Regions from separate parts of the Bos taurus genome. Here region 1 is linked to region 2. Evidence: chromatin contacts called from public Hi-C data. All regions are on one chromosome and are shown on one strand. The core of a region is the stretch at or near the end of the contact, and the rest is flanking DNA. Distances in the headings are between cores, read along the strand shown.

Region 1 (4,478 bases), core at 945-3,444, 210 kb before region 2:
TGAAGACCCGGGCGGAGATTTACGAGAACACGTGGTCACTGTGGTCCCCCTGCCCGCCGGCTGCTGAGACTTTGCTATTATTACTCGAGGGGCTCCGGAGACGGATTTCGGCTTTCCGGCGGCAGGGTGGGATAACCCGTTCCTTTGTCACTGAAGAACCCCCTCGTCTCAGGTAAAGAGACCATCCCGCAGCCCAGACGGAAAAAAAAAAAAAAGTCAGCATCCAAAGGGTTACGCGCAGCACAGCTGGGTTCGCGCGAAGGAGAGGGCGCCCGAGCACTCCCAGTAATTCAATTAGTCAGGTTTCTAGAAGGTGGGGCCCGGGATGGGGAGGGAGGGGGGGTTAGGAGGCGTGGGGAAGGGAGGAGATTAGGAAAACGCCTCTTTTCTCGTGGAGCAGACCAATCGGGTTGGATAGAGGGAAAAAAAAAAACCGAAAACCCCGATCGGTAAGCAAACAGCAGGCCGGGGCCAGACTGGCTGCTCCAGCCGCTCCCCACCCCTTCCCAAGTAAACTGCAAGGGGTGGGGGTGGAGGGGGGGGCGAAGAAAAAAAATCAGCCCACATGACCCGGGCGGCGACGGCGCAGGCTGCAGGCACCTCCCCCTGTCGGGCCGGGCTCCGCGCCGCGGCCCCCGCGCACCCGTCCACGTCCACGCGCGCGGCCCCGAGCTCCCGCGCGGCGGCGGCGGCGGCGGCTGTCGGCTTTACACGCAGGTCATTAACGAGGGGGCGTGCCCGAGGAGATTTTTTTTTTTTTTCCCATAAAGCATTTTCTCTCTCTCTTTTTCCTCCCCTTTCTCTCTTTTGCAAAACTGACTTTTACCCCTTCCCACTCCTCGCCAGTCGTTGCAATCCCTCCCGGGCTGCTCGTGCTGCCGCTGCTGCACTCAAGTTTATTTTCCCGCCTGGAGAAGGTCTGGGGATTCTCTTGGTGGTTTTCACACCCTCGCTGCTGCTGCGCCCGAGGAGGGAAAGAGGAGCCGCTGCTGGAGGAACTGGAAGGTTTTTCTGATGTAGTCATCGGGGAGGTGCCACGCGCTCGTGCGCTCTCTCTCTCTCTTTTCTTTCTTTTTTTTTTTTTTTTTCCCCTCCTCCTTTGGCGTTTCCAACTGATTGATGCATCTCTACAAGTTGCCGGGCTTGGGGTGGAACCGGTCGGAGTCGCAGGGACACTTCTGAGAGCTCCCCCCAGCGCTCTCGGCCCCGCAGCTGGGGGGCTCGGTCTGGCTCCCGGAAGGCGATCGGAGACTTGACATCGGCCCGTTCGGGAGTTGGAGGGGTTCATCTGCGAGGGGTCGTTTGCCCTCCCGCCCCCGAGCCTCACAGCTGGGTTGGCATAGCCCCGCGGGTCTCGGCATCCCAGCTCCGCCCGGCTGGCTGGTGCGTAACCTCTGCTCTCCGCGCGCCCCGGTGCACCCGCTCCCGGCCGAAGAAGGCACGCGCGAGGGGTCCCCGGGACTCAGCCCGCGGCCGGGTGTCGCCTCCCACCGCCGCCGCAGACGGACTCCGCCGGAGGAGGGGTGGGGGACCCGCCCGAAGACACGGGGGAGCCAAACTTTTCTTGGAGGTTTGCGAAGCAAAACGTCTCCTCCAGAGCTCCGCGGCCGCTCCCCCAGCTCCAGGACGCCGGTGGGGCTGGCCGCTCCGTGACTCCAGATCCCGCCCTTCTCGGCGTACCGCCCCGCGCCCACCGCGCCTGGGACTCCTCCGAGATTTCCAGGGCTCACCCGGCTCGAAAGCACCGAGGAGGCGGGGGAAACGGGGGGTCCTCCGACTGCCTGGGACCAAAGGCGCGAAGCCCCCCCTCCGCCCCCGCGCAATCCGCACGGAGCTCCCCTCCTGCAATTGCCGCCCCCCGCCCCCCCAAAGGCTGCCAAAGTAACTTGGAGCGAAGCGGGGCGCGGTGCCCAGGGCCCCGGGCGGCGGCGGAGCCGTGCGCAGCCCGCGCCGCCGCCGCTGAGCCGGGCCCGGCGGGCCGGTGTATGTCTCCCCGCGGCCGCGGCGCGCCCCTCGCGGTGACTGCGCAGCGTGCCGCCGCCCGGCCGGGCGCGCACCGCCCTCTGCCCGGGTGACCGGCCCGCCGCCGCCGCCCGAGACCCAGCTTGGCACCCCTTCCCCCGCCCCCGCCGCCGCCGCCACCGCACACACACACGCACGCTTCTCTCCATCTTGCGCTTCCCTTTTTTCCTCCCGATCCCTCCAGCGGGGCTGCGAGTTTGCCTTGATCGCCCCTCTACTCCGTCGCCTTCTTTTCTTCTCGCTTGTCTCCCCCCGCTCTCAGCTCGCTGCGCGCCTCTCGCCCCTCTGCGTTTGTATTTATTCATATTTATCTGGCCCCCGCTCGCTCGCGCTCCCCCGCACTCCCTGCGTCCGGATCCCGGCTCTCTCCCCGGAGTGGCGCGTCGGGGGCTGCGCCGCTGGCCAGGCGTGATGCTGCACGTGGAGATGTTGACGCCGCTGTTTCTCGCGCTGTGGATGTGCGTGTTCAGCCAGGACCCAGGCTCCAAGGCCGTTGCCGACCGCTACGCCGTCTACTGGAACAGCAGCAACCCCAGGTAGGGCGGCGGGGGGTGGGGTAGGGGCTGTGGGTCGGAGAAACGGGGCTCCCCGGGCCTCGGGGGCCCTGCGGACGGAGCGGCGGCGCCCGCCGGGGATCCGCGCGCCCTAGCCGGCCGCGGCGCGCGCGCTGAGTCTGCGTGGGCTCGGGCGCGGGTTGCTTGGGAGGCGCTCGCGGGAAGCGCGCCTCTCGTGGGCCCCCTCTTTGTTGGGGTGCGGCGGGGGAGCCTGGGTGCCCCCTGGGCGTCCCCGGGGCCGCCCGGACTGGCGGCTTCTGCGCAGCGCGGGGGAAACGCTGGGAAAAGGCGGGAGCCCGGGAGTGGAGACTTCGCTCTTGCACCCGGGCCGACTGGCCGGCATCCGGATCCAGGCGCGGGGCTTGGGCGCGGAGAGCCTTGGGCGCAGCGCCGCCAGGGGCTCCCTCCTGGAGCCTGGCTGCGCAGGGATTGCGGGGGAGAACCCGCCAAAGATCCTCAAAGTGTGTGTGTGTGTGTGTGAATTTTTCCTTCCCTTTTCCCCCGATGCGCTCGGAAGGCGCACTGGCTGGGGGCAGGGAGGGGGCCCGGGAGGCGGAAGCTGGAGGTTTTTATTTTCCTCTTTTAATTGCGAGGAGAGCAGGCGGCCCCCCCAGTCCGTCTGGTCCTGGCGCTCTTGGAGGTGGGGAGGACGCTCCCTCCTCCTGCGCCTCCGGGTGGGCGCAGGGGGCCAGAAAGTTGGATGGAAGGCCGGGTCACGGCAGGCTGGCCGAGCTAGCTGCCCGAGTTGCCTGCCCCCGGAGGTGGGAGCCCTGGGTCCGGAGGCTGGCGGCGCCGCCGGAGGCACGCGGGCGGTCACCTGGAGCCGGTTCTCCGGCGCCGCCCGAGCCCGCCGGGGACGCGGGGAAGCCGGAGACTCGCGCCCCGGGCCGCCCGAGCGCTCGCGCCGGCCACCGGCCGCAAGCGGACGCTCCTGGCTCACAGCCCCGGGACGTGGGGCGCGGGGGGGCTTGTCCGCAGGGCCGGGAGGCCCCCTCCGGGTCCAGGGCAGGTCGCAGCTCTCCTTTCGCCCGGGCAGCAGTCGGCCCCGCTGGGCCCACTTTGCTCTGCGTCTCCGGGACCGAGGCCGGCTTCCAGCGGTGGGCTGGTCTCCGCGCCCTCCTTGGAGGAGGGAAACAGCCTCGCTTATACCGAAAACCCCAGCTTTTTTTTTCCCCCCCCCCCCTTCCCCTGGGCTGGAGTGGAAGTTGGGAGGCCAAGGAAAGAGTTCGCGGTCGCTGCGCGCGTGGGGAGAGGCGCTGGCCGGCGCCTTAGTTTTTCCTCGCTCCCCGTGGCCCTCTCCGCCGGCCTTTGTTACTTTGGCACCGGAGGGCTTCCCCCTCCTGGAGGAAGGTCCTCTCCGCTGCAGACAGGGAGATCTCCCTGCTAGCGGTCCACCGGCTGAAAAACGGGGAGAGAGTACCCCCCTCCCACACACACACCCCTGCTGTCCCAGGAAAGACAGTCACACCCAGGTAGCCCCAGACTGATAGCAGCGCCTGGCCCAAGAGCAGACATCCCTCAAAGTTTGGCTGTAAAAAAACACATCTCCTGGAGAGGGTGATGGGATGGGAAACTCATTTCTTCTCTGACATGCCACTTACCACTATTAGGAAAAAAGACAAGAGAACCATCCTGCCAGAGGAGATGCCTTTTATTAAAGCTGACAAGACAAATAGGGCGAGCTTTCCAGTTGTGATGGTGTTAAAAGCAAGTCTCATTATGTTGGTTGGTTTTATTCCCCTTTGGGCTTTATTAGACAGCATATTCGAAAGAGAGGAATTTATATTTTAAACTTTAGTGCCTTATTAAATAAAATAGCAGTGCAATTGGTTCGTTGAATTTGGGACATTTTGCTCTTGCTTGTCTTTTCTTTTCCCCACCCCAAACTTCACAGGGTAATCT
Region 2 (4,825 bases), core at 402-2,901:
CTAATTGAGCCCTAAGCTGCCTGGCAGCCAAGTCCAACAATACATATAATTTGACCAAAATATAGTAGAAAGCAATGTGGTGTAGAAAGAGCAGCATAGGATTCAGGGGGAAGGGGAAGGGGATTTGAATCTTGACTTCATTATTCACTAGTGACCTTGGGCAAGTTCTAGGGTCTTTCTTCACCTCATTTATTTCATCTGCAAACCGGAAAGAACACCTACTTTATAGAGTTATTCTAAAGAATAAATGAATGAATGTGTGTGAATTGCATTTAGTTCCTGCTCAAGACTGAGGTAATTCAGAGGGTTACTACGGGTTGTTTTTTGTTTTAATTGGTAGACTTTACTTTTTAAAACAGTTAATTGCTATTTTTCCTTCCTTTAACTAGATAACTTGTTAAATTATATAGAGACTTGAGTTTGATCCCTGGGTTGGGAAGATCCCCTGGAGGAGGAAATAGCAACCCGCTCCAGTATTCTTGCCTGGAAAATTCCATGGACAGAGGAGCCTGGTGGGCTGCAGTCCGTGGGGTCGTAAAGAGGTGGGCACGGCTGAAGTGACTGAGCTCGCACACACACGGTAAACATACTGAGAGGGTCAGAGACCAAGAGCAGGGCCTCTGTCTGCAAAGACTGCCTGGCCATGTTCTAGCACTGCTGTGATGTGCAGTGTTAAGTGGCAGGTGAACTTTCTTTCCGAAAAGATAGCTTGAGATTTAACAAGTCAGTGATGAAGTTAGAGCAGGAAGAATCATGTAAGTTATGTTTCTTTCAATAGCGTTTGGAATTTAGAATGTGCACACTGTTGGATGGCTTCACCGACTCGATGCATGTGGGTCTGAGCAAACTCTGGGAGATAGTGGAGGACAGGGAAGCCTGGTGTGCTGCAATCCGTGGGGGTGCGAAGAGTCTGACCTGACTGAGCGACTGAAAGCAAGTAACACTTCGTTTAAAAAAAAAAAAAGGCAGGAATTTTCAAGCAGAGTTGAGTGGGTCACTGGTAGCTTGACTGAAGGGTCTGTGAGTCTGTGGACCCAGCTGACACCTGTGCACAGGGGAGTCAGTGAACAGGGTCTGACCTGCAAAAAGGGGTGCCCAGCTGGAAAGCAGGGTGGGTGTGAAGGGGAGCAGCAGACAAGGGCTGAGCCACCAGGCGCAGGGTCAGAATGGACATTCAGGGCCGTGCAGGTTCTGGGGAAGCTCTCTGCCTGTGTGAACTGCATTTGTTCTTAAAGGAAGTGGACTTTAAAAGCCCCAAGAAAGTTCCTGCGGGGCTATCTGAGACAACAGCCAGGGGGCTCGCTTGGACAGGAGACAGAAGTAATGATGGGTCAGCCCCCGTCACAAGCCGTAGGCAGGCCGGATTGATTTGCTGGATCAAACGTCGTCTGTTCAACTAACACAGACAAATACCCCGACCACTGGCCTGGTGGCAGCAGCAACCACTCGGTTTCAGGTCATCTCTTCCTAAAACAAACTGCTTTTCAGCTCCCTCAAGGCTGAACCGGAACTGAAAAGGTTTTGCTTCTGTTTGCTGGGCTTCTGCGCCTGCCACATGTTACACCTTTGCCTGGATGGAATGCGCTGTAGCCCGCGCTTCGCACGTCCCAGCAGGCCTGCCTAGGCAGGCGACAGTGGCCAGCAGCTGGCTTCCCCAGGAGCTGACTCACAGCCGTGACATTACCTAAACAGTCATTACTGACTTTTGTCTTCCTTCAGTGCTTAGGCAAGTTTCAGCCTGTTAGAAAAGAGAGATGTAGGAAATGGCCTACAGCCCTGGGATAAAAATATATGCCACACCCTAGCTAGCTTAGGTTAAATTAACTTTGGATAGATATATATGGACATCTTTTAGGAGCTGAACCATACACTCACCCCCTCCCCCTGAGCCCTTAATTAGCCCGCTGCATGTGGAATATGGACCTGTAGCCTTCCACGGGGTTCCTAATTCTTCCTGAATTAAGAGTTCTAAGTTAAAGGGACAGCTAATAGCCCTACCTTGTCCTGTGTCTATTGAAGCTAAAACTGTGTTAATCAAGCCACAGCAAGGTATGGAACATTTCAGTGAATGGCTTTTCTCTGCAGGAAGTGCTCAAATTCAGAAGATTTGGCTGCACCCAATCAGGGCAACTGTACATTAACGTCGTTCTGAACACATGCTAATGCCAACCGGACCAAAGTGTTAGTTTTACAGATCGTTACGGTGCTTGTGAAAAAGAAGAATTAACGCTGAGTTAAATGGAGAGAATTATCCCTTAGCAGATATTGCAGCAATGAGCTTTAACAGCAAAAAAAAGAAAGAAAAGAAAGACGGTTTTGGGTGGTGTCTTATATTACATGCCTATATGTTGTCCAAGGGAGGTGGAATCAAGATAAGATTAGAGGCAGAGAGTGAGAAACTTTCTATCCTAATCTGATACAGCATTTTAAATAATTTATTTGATAAAAGCAGTGCCCACTTGTGATTATATATAGTATGTCAGGTCTTCCCTCAGTTAAAGCTTTTCAAGGAAAATGATGGTCAGATTTGAAGACCACATAGTCACGGGTTTCCAGTGTGGCTGGCCAGTAATTCCTTATCCCACAAAGAATTTTAAAAACGTGCCAGCTTGAAGGAGGTCAGAGGCTAAAGCAGGGAGGTGTTTACCGTGCCTTTTTTTTCTATCTCACTAATAGACTGTTGACGTGGGTCTTTTGTGAATTCCCAGGCTAACTGAATGCATTAATGATCTGAGCGAGGGGAGGAGCAGAGCCTGCTTAGATTTCAGCGTATCAGGTTTTGTTTAATTTCAGTCACTGGTTTGTTGATGGCGAGTATTTCACTTGGATGAAACGCCTCCTCCGAGCGAGCTCTGAGATCCTTGGGTCTGTGTGTATAAATCATCTTTCCTGCCACGACACCCCAGCCAGCAAAGCCTGTCGACGCTGACAGGGACCAGCTGTGTAAGGCCCTGAAAAGACATTAGGTTTTGACATCAGCTGACTGACTGTTACATTTGGAGGCGCACCGGTGGAGGGCCTGAGATTTTGTCGAGTCCGTCAGGTAGATGGAAATCACATTTAATGTTATCACATGCCTTTAACCACTTACCTGAAGCTAAGCCCACCTCAGTACATGGAATTGAGCTCAAAATAACCTAGGTTCAGCTCTTGAGATCTAAATACCTCGCTCGCTGTCCATCTCACCTTGTCTCTGCTTTTTAGCCAAGGCAGGAAGAAAGTTTAAGAACTAAAAGTTATATTACAAAACAGTAATAGAATGATTTTTTCCTGAAATGTTTTCTGCCTTATATCAGCCCTACCCTTCTATAAATATACTAAACATGATAAATTTATGAGCAAGTAAAAGCTTAATAAACATTTTACATTCTCACACTAACAAAATGCCCTTAAATTTATCATGGCTACTGAAAATGTGAGTATTTGCATATTACAAAATTCCCCTAAATTTTCACTTTCAACAGCTTAACTTCTGGAAGTTTTCTGTTTCTAAATCTTGAGGTTTAAAAATCACTAACATAAGAATATTAGTTGAAGTAGGTTACCATTCTAAGTAAAAGATGATCTGCGTGAAGCTGATGGACAACTGAAATCATTTAAAATTTAAAAAAGGAGCAGATGCCAAAGTAGGACTTCAGATGATGAACTGATTTTAATGTAGCATTTGGAAAGATTATATGTTTATTCCAAACCTTTATTTAAAAAATTAAACTATATTTTTATTTATTTTCATGAATATTTAGGTAAAAACAAGTAGAAACAGTTAAAGAAACAGTCATTTATCTTAGAACATTTTCTCATTGAGTTTAGCATACATGATTTTAAAATAACTTCTAAAAAGAGGGTTATAGAATTTTATGACTTCAATTTTCCGTCTTCAAAATTTCGGTGACGAAATATGAATACATGTTTACTTTTAGAAAGCCTGAGCATCAGCATTAACTGCGGAGTGACAGAAGGAAAATGTTCACCCTGATGATGAAGGGAATTACTGGCTTTGTTCACGTTGGAATCCCTTTAATGTTTGAAGAGGGGGTTAATGGTGATCTGCATTCATACAGCTGTGCATCCATCACACACACGTACACACACACACACACACACACACACACACACACGCTGGCATTCTTGCCTACAGGCTGCTGAGAGCTGATTATTCTTCTAATCAAAATTGTCACAATCAGGGGCGACGATTAGTCAGGTTAGGGCTCTGCTAATTTTGCGTGTGGCCCTTCGCATCAGATGGCCTTGAGCACTCTTGAGTCATATCAACCAGTGTTCCAATAATACCTCCTCTGCGCCACCTGCTGCTGTTGGGATCTGCCGTTCTCTGGAATTGCTTGAGTTTGTGAGTTGTTTATTTAAATTGAGACCACAAGGTATGGAAAGTTTCTAAAACGGAAACTTGGCAACCTCTATGGCTGGTGCCATTTGAAAATTACCCAGTCAATAGCTCTAAAAATCATGAAATCAATTACCTATAAGTAGGTTTCTATTTGTTTCTGTATTTACTATGCACTTATGAAATTCAATTTATAGAGTCCAGTTCCTATGTAAAATGCATACAACATGTACTGCTTAAGACTGTCCCACATATAATACGCCTACCATATTTTAAGCCTAACTTAAATCTGACATAAAACCCATTTGACACAATACATTTTCATAGTTTTAAAATTAAATAAATTTTGTTCTGAATATTAGCTTTGTTATAATAATCTGGTGATTGGCTGATTTTCCAGCTGCTAAAAGTATCCTATAAAAAAAGCAAGGCTTTTTATCAACCCCTTTAATATCTTTTATGTCTAAATAGGTATCACATCTT

Evidence for each region. Hi-C and Micro-C count contacts between places; a contact is called where the count stands out from the background.
Region 1: a contact with region 2 is called in a Hi-C map of liver, with 2.7 times the contacts expected there. The contact joins the promoter of EFNA5 here to the enhancer-like site in region 2. A contact is called at or near these places in 2 of 11 Hi-C or Micro-C datasets (liver and skeletal muscle).

Annotation. Positions count from the first base shown.
Region 1 is chr7:106,782,937-106,787,414 of ARS-UCD2.0, reverse strand. It overlaps EFNA5 (ephrin A5), which reads left to right and starts at 2,194. Exons shown (of 5, transcript NM_001076432.1): 1 at 2,194-2,558. The coding sequence starts at 2,434.
Region 2 is chr7:106,571,342-106,576,166 of ARS-UCD2.0, reverse strand. All of the region lies in intron 1 of EFNA5 (ephrin A5), which reads left to right. Among named protein-coding and RNA genes, the nearest start is that of EFNA5, 210 kb to the left of the region's middle. Within about 2 kb of position 1,651, at least 16 of the 102 cell types and tissues checked have an H3K27ac peak or open chromatin away from gene starts, as enhancers often do. A contact at or near this core is called in liver, where this site is marked.